Linked DNA regions of Hordeum vulgare: all the other regions are linked to region 1. Evidence: chromatin contacts called from public Hi-C data. All regions are on one chromosome and are shown on one strand. The core of a region is the stretch at or near the end of the contact, and the rest is flanking DNA. Distances in the headings are between cores, read along the strand shown. Region 1 holds the start of LOC123444085 (serine/threonine-protein kinase EDR1-like). Region 2 holds the start of LOC123444077. Region 3 holds the start of LOC123444086 (GPN-loop GTPase QQT1).

The links. Hi-C and Micro-C count contacts between places; a contact is called where the count stands out from the background.
Region 2: a contact with region 1 is called in a Hi-C map of seedling, with 4 times the contacts expected there. The contact joins the promoter of LOC123444077 here to the promoter of LOC123444085 in region 1. A contact is called at or near these places in 2 of 6 Hi-C or Micro-C datasets (leaf and seedling).
Region 3: a contact with region 1 is called in a Hi-C map of leaf, with 2.5 times the contacts expected there. The contact joins the promoter of LOC123444086 here to the promoter of LOC123444085 in region 1. A contact is called at or near these places in 4 of 6 Hi-C or Micro-C datasets (leaf and seedling) and 1 of 1 datasets of contacts at active chromatin or transcription factors (embryo).

Annotation. Positions count from the first base shown.
Region 1 is chr3H:425,690,619-425,693,924 of MorexV3_pseudomolecules_assembly, forward strand. LOC123444085 (serine/threonine-protein kinase EDR1-like) reads right to left here and starts at 1,523. Exons shown (of 17, transcript XM_045120698.1): 1 at 1,027-1,523.
Region 2 is chr3H:424,807,155-424,810,460 of MorexV3_pseudomolecules_assembly, forward strand. It overlaps LOC123444077, which reads right to left and starts at 1,583. Exons shown (of 3, transcript XM_045120685.1): 1 at 1,253-1,583; 2 at 809-1,087; 3 at 1-473. The coding sequence starts at 1,357.
Region 3 is chr3H:426,289,224-426,292,529 of MorexV3_pseudomolecules_assembly, forward strand. It overlaps LOC123444086 (GPN-loop GTPase QQT1), which reads right to left and starts at 1,695. Exons shown (of 10, transcript XM_045120700.1): 1 at 1,315-1,695; 2 at 966-1,010; 3 at 774-853; 4 at 619-693. The coding sequence starts at 1,406.

The DNA of each region.
Region 1 (3,306 bases), core at 273-2,772:
AGGTGCAAACGTGAGAGAAACAATTGACTACTTGTTACTTTACAAAATTCAGAAAAACTTGATGGAAACATCCAACTGAAAAGAGTGAGGACATGTGAACTGCGTGAGGCTTTGGCTTTGCCCAGGGCAAAGGGCAACCTTTGTGATTGGTAAAGCTCAGCTAGTGGTGTACAACGAAGGATTAGTAGCTAAATAGAAGTGAATCACGTCTCATCAGCTGACGTGCATCCTGATGGCCATCAGCTTCCCAAAAAGAACCCAACATGAAACATCACATGAAAGTTTGCCATGTCGCATCACAAACTTCCAGGGCAACTTGCATGTTCTATTGCATACAACCAAGCATAGCATGATGTACAATTCCAGTGAACTCACATTTTATCCAACTACTAGTAGATGCTATGACCAGTGGGCGCTGTTCATGCTGGCAGCCAAAACATGTCGGCAATTATCCTAACTGGGTCCACTTACGAGTACAAGGGGGCATACACTGTAACTATATGGTGTAGATCCAGGCTCTTATTTACCAAAAAAATAGCAACTCTGGTAAAAACCTTGGGTAAAAATGGAAAAAAGGTAAAACAGACCAGTACTCTACGCGTCAACATACAGTAACCATAGTACATCCCACAATTCCATAAACGACCATGTAACGGCGTCGGGCTGTAGCTCAGGCCTTTCCTCCGGCGGCTATTTATGACCGAAATGGGAGGAATCATGCGCGCCTGCACCTCGAGTCCGATTCTCTGGGGTCGCAGGACAATAACGGCCCTGAGACTGAGATGCCGCGCGCGCTGAGCAACAGGAACCGAATCATACGGATGGGCGGCGTGCACTGGCGGCGTACCAGCGAGCGAATCCGCACCTGCAGCGAGTATATTTCCCCGGTACGGACGCATTTACACAGATTGCACAGGGCGTGGACCATATATTCGGATTCGATTTCTCGCAGCGCGGCGCAGGCCAGGGCAGACCGGCTAGATCAGAGCGAAACGAATCCAGGCAGGTGAGGGAGGGCCGGCTTACCAGGCAGCAGGAGAAACAGGCCCAGGTGGATCTCCACGCCAATCCAGCAGCGGCCGGCGCAGTGCGGAGGGAGGAGGACGCGGTGGCGGAGAGCCCGAGGCGGCCTGCTTCGCTTCGTCGGAAGGAGGCGTCCGGCGGCTGAGGATTCGGGAGCGTGCGGGCGGCGCGGGGTCGATCGCGGGCGCGGGGGGGTCTGACGGTGCGGACGAGAGAGACAGTGGGAGAGAGGGGCGGTAGGTGTGATGGTATGGTAGGTACTAGGTAGGCGACGATCGAGCGAGCAGCGTGCGGGCGAGGGCCAGGGGGAGGAGGAGGAGAACTGGGAGTTGAGACTTGAGAGCTGAGACCCGGGAACGAGGGAGGGAGCCGACGAGAGAGTGAAAAGTACGGCGGCTCCAGTCCAGGCTGTGGGGGAAGCGTCGGTACGCACTGGCTGGCTTTGTGCGGGGACTGTGGAATGGCAGGGCGGCCAGGAGGGAGAGCCCTGGTGACGGGGGTTTCGTAGCAGCACTTTGCTCTCTTGTGTGCCCGGCCGGCCGGCCCGTACCGTTTTTATTATGCGCATTTGCTTCGAACATTAATATTGGCTCGTTCTTTCGGTGTGTTCTCAGTTTTACGTCTTTCGATTTTGAACATTGACAGTACGGACACGGAGTGGAGTGATCTGGTCACTTGATCTTGAACACTATAAATGTTGCTCCAAGTTGTTTTAACTTCTTTTTTGAATCAAGTGTGTGTGTACACACATGTATTAGTGTGTTTGTTCAGTCATTTCATTCATACATAGTTTATATTAAAATATTCAAAATATTTGTTGTGAACGGTTGTATGGGAGAGAGGTTATTCTGGTGCAGAGAGACGACGTGAACAGCAAATTCGAGTAAACAGTAGAAAAAACATTTTTTATGCATTCACAAAATTTTGCATGCTCCTAGCGCACATGATTGTCTTAGATGACTAGAAAAATAGTTTCTTCACTGTTTATTTTTTAATTTATTGTTTAAATGCAAATGAGTCTGGGCATCATTTTGAATCATCAATGGGGTTTGTAGTTTCGTATAATAACTATTTGTGGATCTATCAGAAAAACCAAGTCTCATGTGGATTAGGGATATCTTAAATATGAATGCGCATATTGATGTCATGTTTAACACTCCTTGCCAGACTAATAGACTTCCGGCGCCGAAAATGAATATCCGAAAGATTTATAGGTTTTGCAAAAAGGAAGATATATATGGATAGATATCTTGCACAAAAGTCATAAATCCGTACACGTGGTTATGGTAGTGTTGCATGCTTGCAATCTGTCGTCCATCGTAACCTTTTGTACAAAGGTGTCTTGTGACCCTATGTCATCATATTGTCCATTTTGGTTCACTCGTCACCGAGATAAAGAGGTCGTGTCAGGATATGCATTAGCGTGTAGTTTTATACCAAATTACGTGTACACTCATCGAGAAAACTGTGTTCTCCACCAGCCACGGATATTGGCTTATTATCGTCTTAAAGGTGATAAAAAAATAAAAAATATGTTATTTGAATATCGTCTTAAAGATGACGTTAGAAGAACAATCATATTGGATCGACCCAAACTTGTTTGTTATACTTTGGGATAATACCGTGTGAAATTAATTGTTATAACACACAGTGTTAACGTGTGTTTTAGTTCCTTAGACCATGAGAGCATCGTAGTCACTTCTTACCGTACGGTGGGCTTTGGGGTTCCTCGAACGTGATCTGTAACACGGTGACCATAACGAGAACTTGTTTATCAGAAAGTTTGACAAGGGACTAGATAACTCGAGAATGGGATTTGCTCCTCCAACGATGAAGATATATTCTTAGGAGCCCCTCGGTGTGACAGCATCCATCATCGTCTCGCCAGACACAGATGACTATGTCAAAGGGATGGCGGAACACTTCAACAAGAAAGAAGAACAAAACCGGTAACGAGTATAATAGTATAATGAGCATGTGTATGACTCAAGAGGATACTGAATCCTATCTCTGGGATTTGAGAGGTGTAGTCATTGAACGCCCAAAGCTTTTGTCTCACTATTGTAATATTAATTACCGAGGCAACCCCACGAGATAGATAGGCCCTTCCGTTGGACAAATGAATCTTTATGCATGATGCATGTCGGTCAAGATGTAATTTGTACACATCCCTCACTTTGGTTCGTAACAAGCACATCTCGATTGGTGACTTCTACCACACAAATTAAGATTATATTTGGTCCCAACACAAATATATGATTGCAAGCATTAAGAACTCATACC
Region 2 (3,306 bases), core at 333-2,832, 880 kb before region 1:
ATTTCCGTTGGCTGACTAGATTTCTGAGGTAGCTCAACTGCAACCCTAGCTTCATGGTTCTGGACCTGAGGCTGCATAACCTGAACAAAAGATTCGGACTGGTTGTTCTCTGCGCAGTTCACATGATTTTGGCTTTGCATATAGTACACTGCAGCTTGGCTCGGATGTTGCTGATCATGCTGCGTGCTCAAAGAGACGGGCACCAGTTGCTGCAGAATATAACCGCCGCTACTTTGGTTCGGCATAGCAGGAGACTGCATGGCATTAACTTGGTGAATTGGCACAAAAGAAACCTCAGGGTTTGTGAATTGTGTGCTGTGATCGTTGACATTTTCCCTTGCAGCAAGCATCGACAAGGCAGTGGCTTCATTTGTTCTAGCAGGGAATTCATGCGCTATTTGAAGTTTGGCCAGTTGCTGCGCCGTGTCGGCCGGCTCATGCTTATCCTGAAGCATCTGCACGGCTTTCTGAACCTGGTCAACAGAAGAAACGATAGTTCAGCTGAGAGACCTACCTATTCATAATGTGACGAAAAATGACCCAAGCCTCACGAGAACAGTAAGTCTGACTCCACCGTACGTAGTTTAGGAATGGCAGCTCGTGAAAGTGTTCCACTGTGACTCCTTAAGCACCACACAAGACAAACGTGAAACGCAAATTCCGAGGTATATTCATCAATGGTGAAATCTGAATAGTGATTTCCACAGCCTGGACTAACAGGGCCGTGGGGGTACTCGAGACGAGAGCAAGGCATTTTGCAGTAATTGGCTGCGCGTGCGCGGATCTGGAGGCAGAGCAGGGCACGTACCTGTCTGAGGTTCTTGTCGAGGCAGCGGAAGTTGACGGTGCCCTCGCTGTGGTAGTCCATGACGTCGCTGCGCAGCTCCCCGATGGACCGCTCGAGCTTGTAGCAGTAGAGCTCGAGCTGCGAGAGCCTGCCGCCGATGCCCTCGAGCGAATGCAGCAGCCCCTCGGCCTGCTTCCTCATGCACTCCTCGACGGCCGCCATGACGGCGTCCTTGGGGTACCCCTCCTGTCCGTACACGTTGACGAACGTCCGCACCAGCTGCCTCTTGTCCTGCGAATCCTGCTTCCCCCGCTCACAAACGCATCAACCCCCGAGATCGAGGAACCCCGCGCGGTGCTAGTAGCAGTAGGGAGATGGACGGCGAAACACACACACACACACACACACACACACACACAGATAGAGAGAGAGAGAGAGAGAGAGAGAGAGAGAGACGGGACGTACCTCGGCGCGGCGGCGGGTTTGGTCGAAGGAGCAGCGGGCGTCGGGGGGGAGGCCGAAGGCGCCGGAGACGGAGGCGGCGGCAGGGCGAGCGGGAGACGACGCCATGGGCGCGCGGGCTGGCTGGCTAGGGTTTTGGGTTGGTGCGCGACGCGGGCGAGGGAGCCGGGGTGGGACGGGATGGGAGGGAATCCGAAGCGGAGGAAGGGGCGAGGAAAGAGGGGCGAGTGAGAAGGAGTGGAAGCAAAGCGGGCAAAGGGGAAAAAGCAGGGTGAAACAGAGGGTGCCGGGGGGAAAAAAAATAGGGGAGGCCAATCAGAATTCAGAATCAGAGGCGAGGCGAGGCGAGGCGAGATCGAGGCGTGGGGAGCAATAAAAATGGGGGGAGGGCGACGGGGACAAGTGGGGAAAGCGGGGGCGTGGGTGGACTTCGGGGCGAGTGAGATGCGGGGCCGATCTGCTCGAGCTGGTTCGGCTCGGCTTGGATGTGGCGGTGCTTGTTTTTGTTTACTGCTGACGGACGGGCAGCGGGGGAGGATCGGCCGTTGGGATGCCTTGCTGGACGATCGTTTTCGGATCAGACGGGAGACGGCCTGGTTGGTTTGGTTTGGTTTGGGTGCGGTGTCGCCGTCTCTAAGTCTCCGCCTCGTGAGTCATGTGCGTGATTTTACAAAAGTAATGCGTGTTGCGATGCAGGTTGTGACACTGGTTTTGATGGCGAGATGTGCCCGGTATCGGTAGCATATTAGAGCCGTCGGCATCACCGCGATCCTCTCTCATCGCTGGGGAATTATAGTTTGGCACTGGAGGCGTATACGTCTACTAGGGATGGCAATGGGTACCCATTACCCACGTATCGTGCGGGTAAAAATCCTATTAGGATAATGGTATGTGACAAAAATTTATCCATGGATATATAAATAGGAAAATCAGAAACCCATCGGATAGAGCGGGTATGGGTATGGGATCATATAACCCATACCCATATACCCGTATACCCATATAAAATCTATCTAAACTCAAAATTATCTCTACAATCTACACGATATCAATAATTTATGAATTGAAAGTGTATGTCTATGAGTTGTTGTTTATGACTACATGATGTTGTTTTATAAGTATGTGTCGTAGCTATAATCTATCTTTATAAACTATATGATACAATGCAGTTTATAACTATAAGTTTTTTAAATTGATGTTTTGCAAATATGGGTATTTTTACCCGCGGGTACCCATCTACCCTGTCGGGTAACGGGTATGGAAAAAATTGTACCCATTGACGGGTATGGGTAAGGGTGATGGGTAATATCAGACGGGGCGGGTAAGGGTATCGGGAGGCTCCACCCATACCCATACCCTGCGGGTGCCATCCCTAATGTCTACCAAAACACGCAAAGTTCGCACGTCCTTCTCCCCCCTCTCTCTCTCTCTTTCTCTTGAAATCCTATGAGCTATGGCAATGGCGGCGATCTACCTTCTCACCAGTGAGATCACGGGCCTCGTTTCCCTTTCTTCGCCACTTCGACTACGGGAGAGGGCGGGGACCCCGCTGTTTTGAACCGGTGGTGCTAGGTAAGGGTTTTAGTTTAGGTTTCGGTTTCGGTTTCTAATCATCAGTGATGTCGTCGCCAACGAAATGGAATAAGTCCTTTCCATCCAGATGGTGTTTCAATTATGCTTCTTGGCATTGTTCAAAGGCGTGTGAAGATTTATGTGTCTTCCGATGTGTTTTTTTGGCTTAAGATATTTTTTTGTGCATGCTTGTCTCGGTGTCGCCATCTTGCGGAGTGGACGTAAGGGATGCGCGCCTTGATTCTCCCACTCTAGTTTTGAACGATGAAATTTGGCTAGCTTCGAACTCGGGGAGCATGTGATAATTATGTTCCCCAACTTCTTTTGATCTGACTTACAATGTTATACTGGTCATCTTCGATGTTTCCTTCTCCAAGGCGACAATTTGCTACCCAAAATCGAGGTTCTAGCCATTTTTTGGTCTACATTGATGACATTTTGGTACTGTTTTTACAAACTTTCAGATTTTAACAAGTTTACTCCTC
Region 3 (3,306 bases), core at 445-2,944, 600 kb after region 1:
GTAATAGTCCTCTACTATGATATTAACCACGGTTGCAGATTATTCACGACTGTAATTTGGAATAGCAAAAAGGTTCCGTGCAAGGTCATAGCAAAGTGAGTTGACCATTTTTAAAGTAGCTTGATCTGTATAAGCGACTTATTAGTTTATTCTTCAATTGTTCCATAAGGAATTATTAATTTTCATCAAAGGTTCCCAGCACTCCAATGTCAAAACAGAATCTGGCGGCTTAGTTATGGATAGAACTGGGTCAACCTGCTTTCTATCTAGTAGACATGAGTGCTTAAAAAGATCTTCAATTTTATGGATATTACAGCCAAAGAAAAAAAGTCCAGTTTCTCTGGTTCACTATCATAAAGCTGTTGTTTGGGCATGGACATGGTCTTTAAAATACAGCTTTGACTATCAATTTCTATTACAGTATATAATAAAATACAAAGAGAACTCATATACTGTGAAAGTACATTTTTTGAAAATTCACAGCTATGATCTAAGTATCCAATCAAAATATTTGTACAGATACTACTCAAAAACTCAAGATCTTAACTCTACCCTGGACCAAAACGACAGCTTTTACAGCACCCGAGCGAGGTTCGGAGAAAGGCACTCCGCACTCACCTTCAATAAAAGGTTTCAGTTTCTCTTCAAGCCAGTCAATATTCATCTCCAAGTAATCCATGCAATACACAAGCCCTGACAAAGGTATCAATAGCACAGCATAAGTAAGGATAGAAATAAAACAGGTACACTTGATTCTTGAGCATCGGATCAACCTCCATTAGGACCAAGCGAATGCTCAGACATGACATCACTAAGTTTTATGAGGTCCTCAATGTTGATGGCACATTCATATCTAAATACCACTGTCAAGGACTCATTTTAAGTGTAACTGCTGAGCCCGATGGCAACACATGGTAAACGAACAAGGGAAAAGATCATTTCAAGGCTCAACGAGCAAAGGATACGGCAATGCATCATTCGCGGGGTCGAGATTGATGACCGCAACTTTCCTGCAACAAACAATCAAGCACTATGACCTTGTGAATCAGGAAGACAATAACTGGCACAGCTGCAGGAAGAGATAACACTGGGAGCCCAATCATTGGAAGGAAAATTGTACACCACGCCTCGTTCTCCTAATGTCTACCCTCCCATCAGAAAAAGGACTTATAACATACGGAGTACTAAACTGAACATAACAAGAGGCCAAGCGTTGGACCAGAAAAATAAAAACTAGCACTGGAAGTCAGGAAAGCAGCTTGTAGTGATGAAGTACTAGCTAGGTTAATAGCAAGGGTGCAGGTATTTGCATACCTTCCCACGAGGGAGAGGAACTGGGACATGCCGTTGCAGTAGGTGGTCTTGCCGGAGCCTGGTGGCCCGATCACAACCTGTCCGAACACCATCTCCTCTACTCGTACCCAACCCGACTGCCTCTTCCTACTGCAGAAGAAAATTCACCAACATGGAACAGGAGAGAGGGCGGGCCGCGCGCGAGCCGGCGACCGGCGAGGAGAAGGGAACAACCGGGCGGGCTAGGGGGCAAGGGGACGGCGGTCGCGGGGTGCTGGGCCGGCCGCCGGCAGTCACAGACGGGAGCTGAGCGGGCGGGCGGCCGAACGACAGCGCTGACTGTTAGGTCTCTCGTGCGGTCTCGCCTCGCGACTGGGCCACTGGGGCTTCTGGGGGGAGAGGAGTGCGAGGGTGAACCCTACGCCCGAGAAGCAAGGAAAACCCTATTTGCCGCGCGTTGCGGCAAATTACCACGGCTTCGCACGGAGAAAACGCTAGCGGGGGATAATCTGGGCGGCCCATTAACAGTTACAGGGACGTCGGTTTTGGGAAAATTTTCCAGTCGATTTTTTCCAGTTTTGAGAACTTTCTAGAAGATTCCCTAAATCAGTTTTTCTATTTTTTTCTTTTTTTTTCTTTTATGTTTCCTTTTTTCCTGTTTTTGTTTCAAAAATGTTCTGGATTAGCAAAAAATGTTCCGGAATTAAAAAAATGTTCCGGAATTTGAAAAAATGATCAGGAACTTGAAAAATGTTTCGGAATTTGAAATTATTTTCCGTCATTTGAAACAATGTCCCGAAATTTTTTAAAAATGTTCCGCAATTTAAAAAAATGTTCCAGAATTTGAGAAAATGATCTAGAATTTTTATCAAAATGTTTCAGATTTTTTTAAAAAGTATTCTGGAATTTGAAAAACAGGTTCCGAAATTTCAAAAAATGTTCTGAAATTCAAAAATATAGATAAACAATTATTAGATTTTTTTTTCAAACAAAAAATATAAGCTTGGTCGGCCCAGTTGGGGGCGAGCCGAAGATGGGCTGGCCCAGTCGGGGGCGCCACCCCCCTGCGGCGCGCGACTCCTTTCGGCAACGCGCGGCGAATAGGAGGTCCCCGAGAGCAACGCTGAGCGAGGTGGGTCGGCCCAGTTCCGGGGTTGGGCTGGAGCAGCATCTGCTTCATTGCCTCGGCTACTGCGTGTTTTATTTTCGTTTTTCTTCTATATGGTTTTCTGTTTGGGTTTTTTATAGCTTTTTTATTTTACAAAATATTAGACTTCCTTAGTCCCACAATCTAATATGTGTGGAACGGAGGGAGTATTTGTTCAAAAATGTTTGGAAATTTTAAATTTTATTATAAATTTGAAAAATATTTGCATTTTCAATGTTCAGGGATCTCAAAAAGTTCTTGTTTAAAATTTAAAAAATTGTTCACAAATTCAAAACACATTAGTGTTTTTAAAAAACGTTTGATGATTTCAATAAATTTTAGGATTTTAGAAAATGATCTATTTAAAAAACACAAATTCAAAAGATAGTAGAGAACTAAAAGATGCTCCGAGATCATAAATTATCTATACCTACTAGCAAAAGAGCCCGTGTGTTACAACGGAAGAGAAAATAACACACGCTCTGGACGCAATATATTTTCACATGACATCACATTTGTGTTGCCGACAATGGCTTTAGTGCTCACACAATAAAAACGTGTTTGAATATACAGTCACTCAGAATAAGATGAGAAATATGTTGTTTCTCCCCCCGAGGTTTTCCAAAGGTGTGCATGTGTTGTTAACGATGTTTTCTTTCCTCTTAATTTGGTTTTAATTTAATGGATGTTTATTGCAATTCGTATCGTCGTCGGAAAGAAAGACAAAAAGGACCGTGCACTACAGATTAATTTTGCATCAAAAATAATATTTAAGAAGTATTCAACAGCTAAAAAGAACATCCTATTTAAATTCTACACATTTTTTTAATCAAATTTCATATATGACATGTTAAAATTGGAGTTAC